3 separate regions of the Mus musculus genome follow, and regions 1 and 2 are each linked to region 3. Evidence: chromatin contacts called from public promoter capture Hi-C data. All regions are on one chromosome and are shown on one strand. The core of a region is the stretch at or near the end of the contact, and the rest is flanking DNA. Distances in the headings are between cores, read along the strand shown.

Region 1 (4,927 bases), core at 1,734-4,233, 610 kb before region 3:
AACATGCCATCTTCTATGTTTAGTGATCAATGAATTGATGCTAAGCCTTGTATTAGCCATTAAGATCACAAAAATGAAGTAAATATATCCCTGTCTGCCTACTACCTAACTCTCAAAAATCTGTGTGAGATTTTAAAGATCTGAACTATTTGAAATACCAGATTTTACTGGGCTCTGAAGTGAACAAGACTACTATGTAGTCAAATTTTCTTTTACAAAAGCCAACTTAAGTTTCTATTGGAAATTAGACAATATACCTTTGTATTATCAAGTTCAGAACATAAGCAAATGATGATAGCTATAAATCAAATATATCCTATCACAGTAAAGAATGCATAGTTCTTTAATAAAAAGAAGAAAGGTGGCTTGCTGGTTACAAGTTTTACATGAGGGAATAAAAGGAAAAGGCAATACATTGCCAGACTAAGTGCACAGGTACATGCGTACATGTGTGTGTGTGTGTGTGTGTGTGTGTGTGTGTGTGTGTGTGTGTGTGTGTGTGTAGGTAACACACAGCATAGACATCAATATGTGACTGCAAATTGATAGGCAGGTCCAAAATTTTCTCAATGCAGACGGCAAAAACTTTATTCCCAAAATGGCACATGGAGTTACAAAATGATTATCAATCTACTTAATAGAGAAAACCCTTTGCCAACTGTACATCCAACAGGAAATTAGTACTCTGAATATGTAAAGAGCTCAAGAATCTAAATAGGGTAAAAGAACGTCATCACTTAAATATATGGGCTATTGGACTGAATAGACAGTGGTCAATAGGAGAAAGGGGGCAATGTTTGAGAAAGTGTTCAACATTCTAAGCCATCAAGAAAATACAAATGGAAACTGTTTTAAGGTTTCCCTGAATCTCCATCAGATAACTGATACTTTGACTTTCACAGGAAAGTGAATGCCACTTGTGACTAATATGTTAAGCAAAGGAAGCCAGAATCAGAAATACAAATATTGCATGTTTCCTGTCATATGTAGAATATCAGTTTAAATTTGCATGTAGATATATGTATGCTTATAATATGTAGGTCATCAAAATAGTGGTATTGTTCATAGATAAGAGAATGAAATGCATGTTAATCTATTGAGTCTAACAAAGAGTCCAAGTTCTGTAAGATATTGATATCAGAGGAAGCATGTATCATTGTAAATTTATTTTTATTTCCAAACTTAAATAAATAAAAAATAGTGGAGAAAGAAAATGGAGGAAGAAAAAAATAGAGTTAGTATTATGAAAGAGGAGTAAGTGATATAAAGATAGCAGAAATGGTGTTAAAAAGATTGTGGAATAGCTATGTCAGGAATATATATGGAAACTTTTGGTAAGACAAAAGGACCCGACTATGTGGGATGCGGAAAAGCAGGGGATAGGAAGGATTATACTTAGCATACAATGATATAGATGGAGCTGCATATAATGATATAGATAGTCAGAACTAAATATAATAGTAGAGCTGGGTAGATAAGTTACAATAAAACACATTTGTGTGTGCTTAACCAAAACAATAACTAACAGAGTACCAGATGCTTTTTGTACCTTGATTCCACTACAATTGTGTCCTGTCCACTATAATTAAGCGTCCTAACTGTGCACCAAGGCACTGTATTGTCGCCACCTTTCTTTGTTACTATATGCAAAGTTACCTCCTTTATCTGATTGAAATATTAGGCACTTCTTATTTAATTACAGTTAAATATATAAGGCAGTGTCTGCCTATATGACTTTAGCATAAATTGGCATGAAGCTCTTTACAAACAATGGACATTTATGGATCTGCCCCCTTCACATAAACCAACCAGTGAATGGGACTTAGCTGGGAAGTAGAACAATCTCCATGGGGGGAGGGGAAATCATGGTGTAAAGATGTAAGGGAGGCAAACAGATCCTTCAGATTTTCCCTGTTGGTGGGAAGCTTTAGCCATCACTAATCTTTTATTTTATTTGTCTTGCACTGTGGGATTAAGATTTGGAATTAATTAAAATGTTGGTCTGTGCTCTTTGTAAAATGCACTATGACTGTATTGATTGCACAGTCCAGCTGAACCTGCACACAGTTGGACCTGAGCACTATCCACTAAGATGTACTTGGCTGTGTGCAGAGACTGTTACTTACTTGAATTTTAGTTCTCTTGCTGATAAATTACCTAAAAATTTAGCACCATTGTAAACCCATTCTCTTGTTAGGACTTCAGGATAATAACTACAAAAATCACATAAATCTCTATTTATTGCAGCAACAAATGACATAAGAGCACACATAAAATTACCAACATTAATAATAAAATCAATGTTAATTTAAACAATTGTTAACTTTCTGGGCTTCAGATTAAATCTGTTTATAACATAATCCTCAAACCAAGACACATTATCTTACCCTGGCTATAACAATCAATAGTCTAAAAATATCAATTGTGTTTATAATAGTCAGTGAAGGAGGCATCGCTTTAAATTAGACGGTCGTTCCTACCAATATAAGACCATCATCACTTTTCAGAGTTAACATCTCCAAGTCTCCGTTTTTTAAATACACATCAGGACTGGTACCTGATGTTATAAGGCTCTATATATTTATGAACATGTTCTTGAATTCATTCTTGAATATATAAGGTTTGTCTTTATTAAAATGTTTAAACAACTAAGCTTTATTTTAACCACTGGAAATTTATCACACCTATATTCAAATCCTGGTAGAAAAATAAGAGACTATTGTATAAATACAATATAAATATGGAAACATTGTGACTGATGACTAAATCTCTCAAAATAGAACTACACCACCATTGCAGATCAACTTGACTAAGTTAGGTGTTGTACTCTTATGGGTCAGAACTGCAGAAAACATGACTTAAGTTTCTTCTGTCATCTGCTTCAAGCTTCCTTTGAACATAACTTTGCACTTACTTGTTTCTGTTTAAAATCTGAAGACATTTAACAGGAGAAAGAGTAAAAGCAAGGAGATTCTATGAGCCTAAACAACAAATCTGGATCATTTATTTATACCTCGTTTTAGACATCTCTTGGGCCCTAGACGTTTAGCCCAAGAGCATTGAGTTGTATCATAGAAGAAATGTCCAGTACTGGCTCCTCTCTTGAGAACTTTCCTCCTCCTCCTCCACAGTCTGAGAAACATTTCTTCTGGTTAGCATTTCCAGACAGTAAAATTGATACATATTCCAGTTTTTTTTTTTTTTTTTTTTTTTTTGCATGTCAGAGATTTGTACTAGCACAATCGTATCCTGTTCCCTGGAGGGATCTACTGTAACAGGTTCTAAATACCATTTAGGGAGGAAGTGCTGAATGAGTTTTTGAAGCCACTATAATGAGTTCCTTTTTTTAAAATCACATGTTCCTTCAAATCTTAAGTCTCTTTGTCTTTCCTTCTGTTCCCTAGGTTACATGACAGAATTATTCAGGATTAGAAGGGTCCAAAGATGCAAAAAGATGACATAGAAATCTCTTTTGACTTTTGAGTAACATTTTTTTATTATTTTAGCTTCTTATTATTTAGTTAATTAACAATTAATTAAGATATTAATTTTTGTTTTTGTAAAGTGTGTCTGTATGTGACTATATGTTGCATGGAGGTAAGAGGCATCAGGTTCCCCTGAACCAGGAGTTAAAGGTTATTATGAGCTTCTATTTTGTTTTGTTTTTCAATTTTTTATTAGATATTTTCTTCATTTACATTTCAAGTGCTATCCTGAAAGTTCCCTATACCCTCCCCCGACCCTGCTCCCCTACCCACCCACTCTCACTTCTTGGCCCTGGCTTTCCCCTGTACTGGGGCATATAAAGTTTTCAAGACCGAGGGGACTCTCTTTCCAATGATGGCCAAATAGGCCATCTTCTGCTACATATGCAGCTAGAGACAGGAGCTCTGGGGTACTGGTTAGTTCATATTGTTGTTCGACCTATAGGGTTATTATAAGGCTAATGTGGATGTTGGGAACTAAACCCCAGGCATCTCTTTAGCCCAATTACCTAGCTTTCTTATAAAGCCCAGGATTACCTGCTTAAAGATGGGTCCTCAGTGTGCAGGGCTCTCCTTCATCAGTTAACCATCAAGGCAATCTTCCAGAGCAATGCACACAGGCCAATCTCATCTAGTCCATTTCTCAATTGAGATTATCTTCTAGGATTACTCTAGGCAGCCTCAGGTTGTCAACTAAAGCTAACTGGGATAAACTGTATCACCACCTTTTTAAGGTCATTTCTCTAATGATCCTGTTGCATACCAGTAGGGGGCAGAAGTGTTCCGCTGATTTCCGCCCTCCTCCCCACCCCCCCACCCCCCTTATTCAAAGATGCATGAAACAAGCCTACTTCTAAAAGTGATCAGGTCAACTAGGGTTTTGGCAGCGCTGAAAATATAGATAAGAACCTCCTACAAACTATGTGGTAATACCAGACAGCACAGTTAACCACAAACTTAGGAACCTTGCTATCAATGCACATGAATAGTATGCCTACTCATTTTTTAATGCTCTCTTTTTTACTCATAGTTTCTCCATTAATTTATTCACTGCATATTTCATAACATATGCATAAAGAATATCCTAACCTTAACTTTTCTTAAATTCTAAATCTAAATCTAATTTTAAATTCTAAATCTTAAATTTTCTATTTAATATTATTTTCTAGTTTAATATTTTAATTATTATTTAATACTATATTTAAATTATTTCATATTTTATAATACATAGCAACATAATAAAGTATACATGAATAGTTCACCTATTTAATTGTGGCCTTCTAAGGTTTCTGAGTAGCTGCCACCAAAATTTCAACTATTTAATTGATATAAGACAAAAATAGTCACTTTCAAGTGAGTTTTGTTTTGTTGTTTAAAAAATCTCCCATTATTTATGGGACCACAAAAAAATAAAATCAATCATAAAGATGACTGTAAATCAA
Region 2 (4,438 bases), core at 959-3,458, 600 kb after region 3:
TGCAAAAGGTATTTAACCTCATGACCTCCCTGACAAAGTGGGGTATGGTTTTATTCCTCTACTTTACTCCATGACAATAAATGTCTTAAAACCATGTACTGCCTCTTTTCATTGGGTTCTCCAGTGGGGAGCAATGGAGCAGGCTTTTGCCTAAAGAGCTGGCCATCTAACATCCTGCAGAAGGCCTCTCAGTGTTCCCAGCAATGGCTTCCACCAAGCCAAGCTACCTGCCTAATAAGCCAAGAACTCTCTCTCTCCCTGTGGAATTCAGCCTGAGCTCTCAACCTTTTCTCTGGATTTTCAGGGGTTCCCCACTCCACTCTCAGCTCTTCTGCAGCATCCAGTGGTGCCTGGGTGCCCAGGAGCCTGAGAAACAGATGGTCCCAGCCTCCCCACAGGCCCCAGGATTCCTGAGCCAGCTCTGGCCATCCCTGGGACCTCAGACTGTGCTCCACCCCCCACCCCCCAGGGCAGTGTCCCTCTGCTTCCCATGGCCTAACACCTGCCCCAAGTCAGCATGGGGTAAGCACACTCAAAACTTGCCAAGTCCTGCCTCCAAGAGCAGCTTGAGCCCTATGGCTGAGTAATTGCAGGGACCCCCTTCACCCTACTGTTCAATATAAAGATGAAATTCATTCTGTGCACGAGAGGCTTCCTGATGGCATAACTACAAGTTTTCTTTCCTCGTTTTACCTCTTTGTACTTTAGTTCTATACACTTATTTCTCCATTGTATTTTTTTGTCATCTGGGAGAATTTCTTCTTGCTTGGATTCAAAGTGAAGGTTCTCTCATGCTTGACACTATGTAATTGCTGCAGTTGGATCTTCAAAAGTGAGAAGAGATTATGAAGTGATATTGATTTTTTTCAATCTTTTTCCCATCATTACATAATGATGGGAGCCAATTTCATCATAAAAGAAACTGGAATTATGATTGATTTCATTGATCCATACTCCTGGAACCCACATCTTAAACAGTGCTTTCTCAACCCCCAGTGCAACCATGATAAACAGTGAAATCATTACACCCCTCCTCAATAATCAGTGGATTCTTTATAAAAGTCTTGTTTATCAATCAATAATATTTTATTCAGAATTGGAACAAATATTTGCTAAAATACATAGCTTATTTACTGCCCATGAATACGGAAACATTGTGTGTTTAGCATAATATTCTGTAATGTGTTTATTCTATTTAAGCTTATTTATACATAAGTTCTTTTCTTAATAAAAAGAAAAAACTAGAAGAATACAAGTCATAAGCTCACTGTCAAACTTCCTTGCAAAAAAATATCACCACACGATCTCGAATCTGTTTGGTTCTCACCCCATAAATAAGAGGGTTAAGAGCAGGGGGAATGATCACATATAAGTTAGCAAGGAGGATGTGGATATATCGTGGAATATTGTGTCCAAATCGATGAGTCAAGAAGGAGAAAAAGGCTGGAGTGAAGAAAGCCAAGATCACACACACATGGGAACCACAGGTATTAAGAGCTTTGAGTCTGGCTTCCCAGGATGGGAGTTTAAATACAGCATGAAGAATTTTCGCATAGGACAGAGCAATCAAAACAACATCCAGAAGTATCATAGATATGAGTATTAATCCAAATAATACATTAACCTTGATGCTGACACATGCCAGTCGAGCAATGCCCATGTGCTCACAGTATGTGTGTGGTATGATATTGTGTCCACAGAATGAAAGCCTTAGAATGAGAAATATAAGTGGAAAAACCAAAATGAAATTTTTAAATAGTCCAACTCCAACAATAATGCAGATTGTTCTGTTGGTGAGGATAGTGTTATATCGGAGAGGGTTACAGATGGCAATGTAGCGATCAAAGGCCATAGCTACAAGCATGAATGTTTCGATGCCTGTAAACAGATGTATGAAAAACATTTGAGCTACACAGTCCCTAAAGGCAATCTTATGGAAGCCAAACCAGAATATACCGAGTGCTCTGGGAACAGTTGCTGTAGACAGACCCAAGTCAGTAACAGCCAGTATGGCCAGTAAGTAGAACATAGGTTGGTGAAGGCTGTGCTCTAGATAGATTACAAAGAGAATGATGACATTCCCTAGGACAGCAATAAGATAGACTGTTCCAAATGGCAAACCAAGCCAGAACTGCAACTCTTCCAGTCCTGGGATTCCCAAGAGCAGGAAGGAAGAAGGATGAATCCATGAGCTGTTGCCTGGTGACATGTTGTCAGGAGTCTCTGATGGGTATATTCATTTGAAGGAATCTACACAGGACTTGACAACACTTTATCAGCACTAATAATGAACAAGAACAGAATGGAGGTCATTAGTGTTCCTTCTCACTGAGTGTACTTCATATTTTCTCTCTTTCTTTTCACTCATGTAAATGGAATATGAATGTGAATATTTCTTAAGAAATAGATGAATATTTAAACTCTGTTCCATATAACCTAAATGAAGTTTTTTCTTCATGTAGACCAAGTCTTGTGTGGATATGAACCTAACCAGGTCACACAGGCTTCTGTATAGGCTTCAACATTTTGAAATATATATTTATGAATTGTGGGGAGGTATTATCCAACTGATAAATGATTACAAGATCAGACCACAGATAATATTGTAGCTTTCCAAAATATCCTTCAAATGGCACTTATATAACTAGAAATGTGAGTAAAAAAACATATGCCATGGCCTACTTTCACATATAATCAATGGAAATCTTCCCTGCTCCTTAACTTGCCTGTAAATAACTATAAGCAGGGACAATGCTAACCAAACAACATAGGCTATCAACTAAAGACCCAGTGCCATGTATGGGTTACCTCTTTTTTGAATGGTTGTCTACAGGCTACTGCCAGTATTTTTGGGTACCCTATAGAACATCATGATAAGATACTACTGCTGAAAACATCACCCATTGGAATTATATAACATAAAATAACCAAGCCAGTACTGACCTGGAAGCTCCATCCCTCCTGAATAATTTTCAAAATACTCGTAGATCCTATGTACACTACAAGAGAAAAAAATAAGCAAGCATCTTTGACATCTAGTAACAATTGGCCTGGCAAGATAAACCCACTAGTGCAATAGCATGGTAATAACCAAACATTTTTTCATTTGATTTAAAGCCTGTTCCAGAAGCTGAAGAAATGGCTTGGTGATTAAGAATGCATAGTGAACTTCCAGAGGACCCACGTTAGTTTTCCACCACTCATATAAGGCAGCTTACTATAACCTAATACTCCAGCTTCAGGGGAATGTGCCCAAACCTCTAGTCTCCATGAAAACTGAATTCACATGCATGTACGCACACACACAAGAGAGAGAGAATTTTAGTAATAATAAGGCCAACTCCACAAAACAGAATTCATGCCTGGTGCCATTAAATGGGTCTAAAATCCATGACCGGTCAAGTCATACCCCTATAGAAGAACCTAATACTAAATGAACATTGTAATATTCTTATCTTTATATCCATAGATCTGATTATTTCCCAACACTTACCAAAGAAGAAGAAAACAGATTATATATGCATATGTGAAATTCTTACGTTTTTAAAAACTATAATAACCCTTTTGCTTTTTCTATATTTGTGTTGATTTTTATATTGTCACCAATGGGTAAAGATCATTATTTTGATCTTTGAAACCAGGATTATAACTTATGAGGCCATGGTTTCTAAATATTCAATGCAACATTATTGAACTTGGATATGAAGTTATTACTTTTTGAGAGACTAATTCAGCCTTTAAGCACTAACCCTTGGACTTTCATTTATGTCTTCTATTCCTCAAGTCTATGTTATGTGCTTACTTCTTTTCAAAATAATCCATATTATTGGTTCCCACGAGGGAAAGAGTAAATGATATTGCTATTGTCGTCATCATCATCACTACCATGAGAATTAAAAAATTTGCTACTCAAAAGGAAGGCAAGAAGCAGTATAGTTCCTGAATTAATGAAATTCCCTCACATATGGGCCAAAGGAATACCTCTACCATCAACATGAAGCTGTTTTATGACATCTTGATAGTTTCTGGCTCCTTCTCAAAGTTCTCCCAACCCCTCCTCACCAAGCACCATGGATTATGCTATATTATAGTTCAAGTGCTTTATTCTTCATTTGTTTCTTGGGCTGCATCTCTCATTATAATAAGCACTGCTTGATTTCTCCCAATTTATTCCTGAAATGGTTTGTATTACTTCTGATGTCTCTTACAATTGTAGTCAGTTTAAATTCACCTGAGGTATATTCCCTCCAATCCTATTCTCCAGGACTTGATAACGATGTCACATTTTTAAATAAGGACCAAAGGTGAGAGGCTTGCTGAAAATAATCTACGAACAGTCGACCCTTGAATTAGCTAAAATAGTATTAATAATAAAAAAACAGAACACATTTCTATGAGCCAAGGAAAACAGGATGCTGTACAACATGTAGAAACTTAA
Region 3 (4,318 bases), core at 1,276-3,775:
CCTACTATTGGAACCTTGTTCGGTGACAAGAGATTGCCAGCCGAGTTTCCATATCTCTCATCGTTAGTAGACCTCATTAGCTTCACCTCCATATATTTTAGGAATATTTCATTGTACTAGTTTTCCAAACAAGTACTCAAATGTCCCTCAATCTCAACAAAATAAATCTTTTTTCAAGCAACATTAAGGAAAATAAGTACTTTTGTTCAATTGAAACAATAGTCTACAGACAGAAATTGTTTTTTAATTATTGGGGTCGTGATGGCTAAGGAAAACTCCATTTTGTGCTAGGCAACTATTCTCAATTCCTAATTATAAGCTACTGGCCAATTTAACTCTTTGTTCCCCTCCCCAGAATTATAAAACTACTATGAGATAACTAACTCCTTGTTCTGTTTTTTTTTTTTTTTATTTGAGCCCATGTATTGCTGTGTAACAGGAAGTGAAACAGCTCCTCTCTTCTGAGGGGAGTACAAGGAGTTTGTCAGCTACACATCCCACACAAATGAGACATTTATGAAGTCCACTTTTAAATACACTCCCCCAGCCTCCTCTGGGTGACAAGCCTTTGATTTGGCTTCAAGACTTTGAGCTACTAGCACTAATGAATTCACTTCATTATAATTTGAGTTGAGTCTTCGCCATTTCCTGGTTGATTGGAACTCTGGAAAACGTAAAAATGTTTCTTTCCTGATGATGAAATTTCAAGATGCTGATGTCATATGAGAAATGGTCCTTTTTCAAATACTTCTGGCAAATAAATTGTTCTAGGCTTTATATACTGAGTAGTATTATCTGGAGCAGCTTAATGTGTACTGCCTAGACATTTTCAAAGTTAAAAATTGACAACTCTAATATGTGCATTTTAATATCTCCTTATATATAGTGGTAAACAGGTATTTCCCTAGTTCAAAACACAGGTTTCCACAACTAAGAGCTGGAGAGAGCAAAGGGGAAGAGGATGGGCTGGTGACAACCTTCAAAGCCAACCTGGACACCAGCAGGCCTGACCTGTGTCTTCTGTTGTCTACATTAGCTTGCGTGATGCCTGGATTCTTTGCTCCAAGTCCCCTTTTTTTTTTCTTATTTCTCTAGGTCTTTCTATGAGCAGATATCTTTCAGTCTTTTATATCATTAAACTCAATCAGGTGCTTATTTCTTGAACAGTAGAAAAGTCCTGGGGCAGTAATGTTTACCTGTAATCTCTGCAGCTGTGGAGGCTGACACTGGACAATTCCATGAGTTTAGGATGAGATCTATAGGGACATCATGTTCCAAAGGAATAGAAATCTGACACTTCCTGAAAGTGTGCTTCTCCAGTGTTTTTTCTCTCTCATACTCCCTCTGTCTCTCCCTGTGTCTGTCTGCCTGCCTCTGTCTGTCTCCCTTTCTTCCTCTCTCCCTTTCTCCCTTTCTTCCTCTCTCTCTCATTCAAGTACTACAACTTCTAAGAAAAGTGTGTTCAGTGAAGCAGTCAGGTAGAACAGATATTATTATAATCATTTGGCATAGTAAAATACAAAAATCATCTAAGGCTAGTGGCAAATTTCCAAGAACAAGTTAATACATTTTTATGATCAGTTGTTGTTTAACATCTAGTACCTGATTTTCTGTAAATCTTCAAAGCATATATTTGAAGTATTTTTATTCTTTTTATTTAAGGCTTTCTTAAACAATATACGAAAGCCTATTTCCAATGATACATGTGCAGCCATGTAAAATTTTATTGTTGGGAAAGTTTTTAGTTATCAATTCTATCTTATGCATGATTTATAAAGTGAAATGTTGGTTTTTCCAGAGATAAGGCCATGGTTAGTGACCCCATCTCAAGGGATGGTTTCTTACCCATTATTCTTACTTAAGATCTTAGCCTAAGCTATCAGGAACATCTTGTAAATAAAAAAATGAATAAAAAAGATAAAACAGATAAATTGCCATGAGAACTAGGGCTCAATATTTTATTTCAGCCAAGAGTTCCACAACTGGTTCTAGGAGGCCTCCTTCTTTTGAAGTTTTCACCTCAGTCTGTGGAACTTGTCACACAGATTCTACTGAGGTTGGAGTGGCATACATGAATAGGTAGCTGCAGGAAGGTCAGGACTTCTAATCACAGGGACAGAAACATAGGGAATGAATCCATAGAATCATGGGTAAATCCATTATTACTCAGATAAATCTTAAACTTTTGTTTTCAAACTCTGCCCTGGCTCTACTTTTGAGGGAGAGCAGTTTCTCTCTTGGAGCAGGAGATTCATGTGCAACTCAAAATTAAAGATTAGGAAAGAAGAGAGTAAATTTGGAGAAATAACCGGATCTCTTCAGCCCATGAGAGCTATTTCCCCAGGCCACCCTTCCCTCTGACTCCTAGGCCCAGAACACTCAGCAGAAAGCCAGCAGTTCTCCACCTCCCCTTCCTTCTTAGTTTCAAATTAAACTCACCAAAGCAGAGACAGTGCTTTCTTCTAAATTCCTCCCAACTCTGCAGTCTAATATTGTTCTCACACCTTCAAACACCAACCAAATGACCCAGAATCATGGAGAGGAGCAAAGTCTATACCCTGAGAACTTAGTCACTAAGCTTCTAAGAATTTAGTCACGGGCTCTGGTGAACCACAAGAGAAATGAAAGTTAAGACTTTGAGGGGTGGAACTGAGAAAAAGGAACCACAGAACTATCAACCAACAGGGTGGTACCCCATTATTAACTGGGGTTTTACTACCAGAGGGAGTCAGTTGCCTTAGGTCAGCTCTGCCTTCCAGTAACTTGGGACATTTTCAGAGCTACAGGAACTTGTTATGTCACTTGTTCAGACTCATGATACAATCATCCAAAAAGTTCCTGACCCTCTGGAAATCTGCCTGTGATGGAAAGAAAGCTTTCCCCATGGGCTTCTCCTGCACCTGAGCTCCTGTGCTGGCTTTGCCTAGGTGGCAAGTGTGGCCCAAAGGGAAGGAAAAAACAAGACTAGGGACAGAAAGCTGCAGTGTTCCTCTGAGGTTGGAGCTGGACTCTTGTAGGATGAGAACAGGAAGGAAGTTGCAGTTCAGGGAAGCTGCCACACAAGCAAGATTCCTCATCCATCAGGGACAGGATGGGGAGGAGTCATGTGCAGAGCCAGGCAGAAATACCTCACTACCCTCACAGCAGAGAGAGTAGTGAGTTGCAGAGGGCTCTCCAGCTGCCCCATGATGTCCCCAGATTATGTATTCTGTGGCTGAAAAGACCTAGTCCTTTCACAGTGTTGATCTGACCCATGCATTCATTTCCCCCTTCCAGGGCTCCCTCACCAGAATGTCTTAGTTGTTTCCATTTGATTTAGGATTTGTATTAAAGAGCAACAATACTGATGTAACATTCCCTGACTAGAAGGTAGAAATCTGTAGGGTTGTGAATGGGCTTCTCTGGGCCTAGTGTTCACCTAGAACCTAAGTGATGGAGCCCAGTGATGGAACCTAAGCGCTGTACTAAATCAGGTGTGGAGACACACACACGTGTCATCTGTCGTCCTTACTCTTCTACTATTGGGATAAACACCATGACTAGGGCAAGTTATAAAGAAAGTGTTTGACTTGGGGCTCAAGTTAAATGGATTAGAGTTCATGACCACCACAGTGGAGAGCCTGATAACAGGCAGGGAGACACAGTGCTGGAGCAGGAAGTGAGAAGTCACAACTTGAGACACTATCTTGGCACAAACCTGAGGCAGAAAGAGAATGGTGGTGGTGGTCAGAATCTATTGAATCCTGAAAGCTTGCACCCATGCCATACCTTCTCCAAGAATGCCACACTCCTAATCTTTCCTGAACAGTGTCCTGATAACTGAGAACCAAGTATTCAAAAATCTTAGCCTCTGGGGCCATTGTTATTCAAACCAGCACAGGATGCCCCTGCCTTGCAGCTGGCTGCATGAGGATCAGGAGCTCAAAGCCATCCTCAGCCATGGTGACGTCAGGACGGCGTGGGAAACACATGAAACTTTCCCAAGAGAAAAGGAAAGGAGAAAGAAAGGGAGGAGTAAACAATGAAAGAAAGAATGAATGAAAAGAAAAATAAAAAAGAAATAATTAAATAAAGAAAGTCAGTTGTGTGAGGGAACAATGAAGAAACCTGTGCAGTCACCATCACTTGTCTCAACCCCACTCCTGTTTCCCTCTCTCATTATTTCCCTACATTCTCAGATCTACTGAAATATGGGATAATGAGTGACAGCAGATATGAACCTGTAGTTTGAATTCATTTCACATATATGATGATCTTTCTTCTTCCTTCTCTTCTTCCTTTGAGACAGGCTCTCAAAGTGTACCCCAGCCAGACTCTA

Evidence for each region. Promoter capture Hi-C pulls out the DNA fragments that hold promoters and counts their contacts.
Region 1: a contact with region 3 is called in a promoter capture Hi-C map of pre-B cells, with 9 times the contacts expected there. The contact joins the promoter of Olfr67 here to the promoter of Trim30c in region 3. A contact is called at or near these places in 3 of 39 promoter capture datasets (the HPC-7 cell line, pre-B cells and stem cell-derived epiblast-like cells).
Region 2: a contact with region 3 is called in a promoter capture Hi-C map of hippocampal neurons, with 5 times the contacts expected there. The contact joins the promoter of Olfr672 here to the promoter of Trim30c in region 3. A contact is called at or near these places in 7 of 39 promoter capture datasets (the 3T3-L1 cell line, 3T3-L1-derived adipocytes, hippocampal neurons and 3 more).

The regions. Positions count from the first base shown.
Region 1 is chr7:103,788,847-103,793,773 of GRCm38.p6, forward strand. Olfr67 (olfactory receptor 67) reads right to left here and starts at 2,984. Exons shown (of 2, transcript NM_013619.3): 1 at 2,915-2,984. RefSeq lists a silencer at 4,131-4,927.
Region 2 is chr7:104,994,694-104,999,131 of GRCm38.p6, forward strand. Olfr672 (olfactory receptor 672) reads right to left here and starts at 2,209. Exons shown (of 1, transcript NM_146760.1): 1 at 1,271-2,209. The coding sequence starts at 2,209. The coding sequence ends at 1,271.
Region 3 is chr7:104,398,253-104,402,570 of GRCm38.p6, forward strand. It overlaps Trim30c (tripartite motif-containing 30C), which reads right to left and starts at 2,526. Exons shown (of 8, transcript NM_001378693.1): 1 at 2,440-2,526.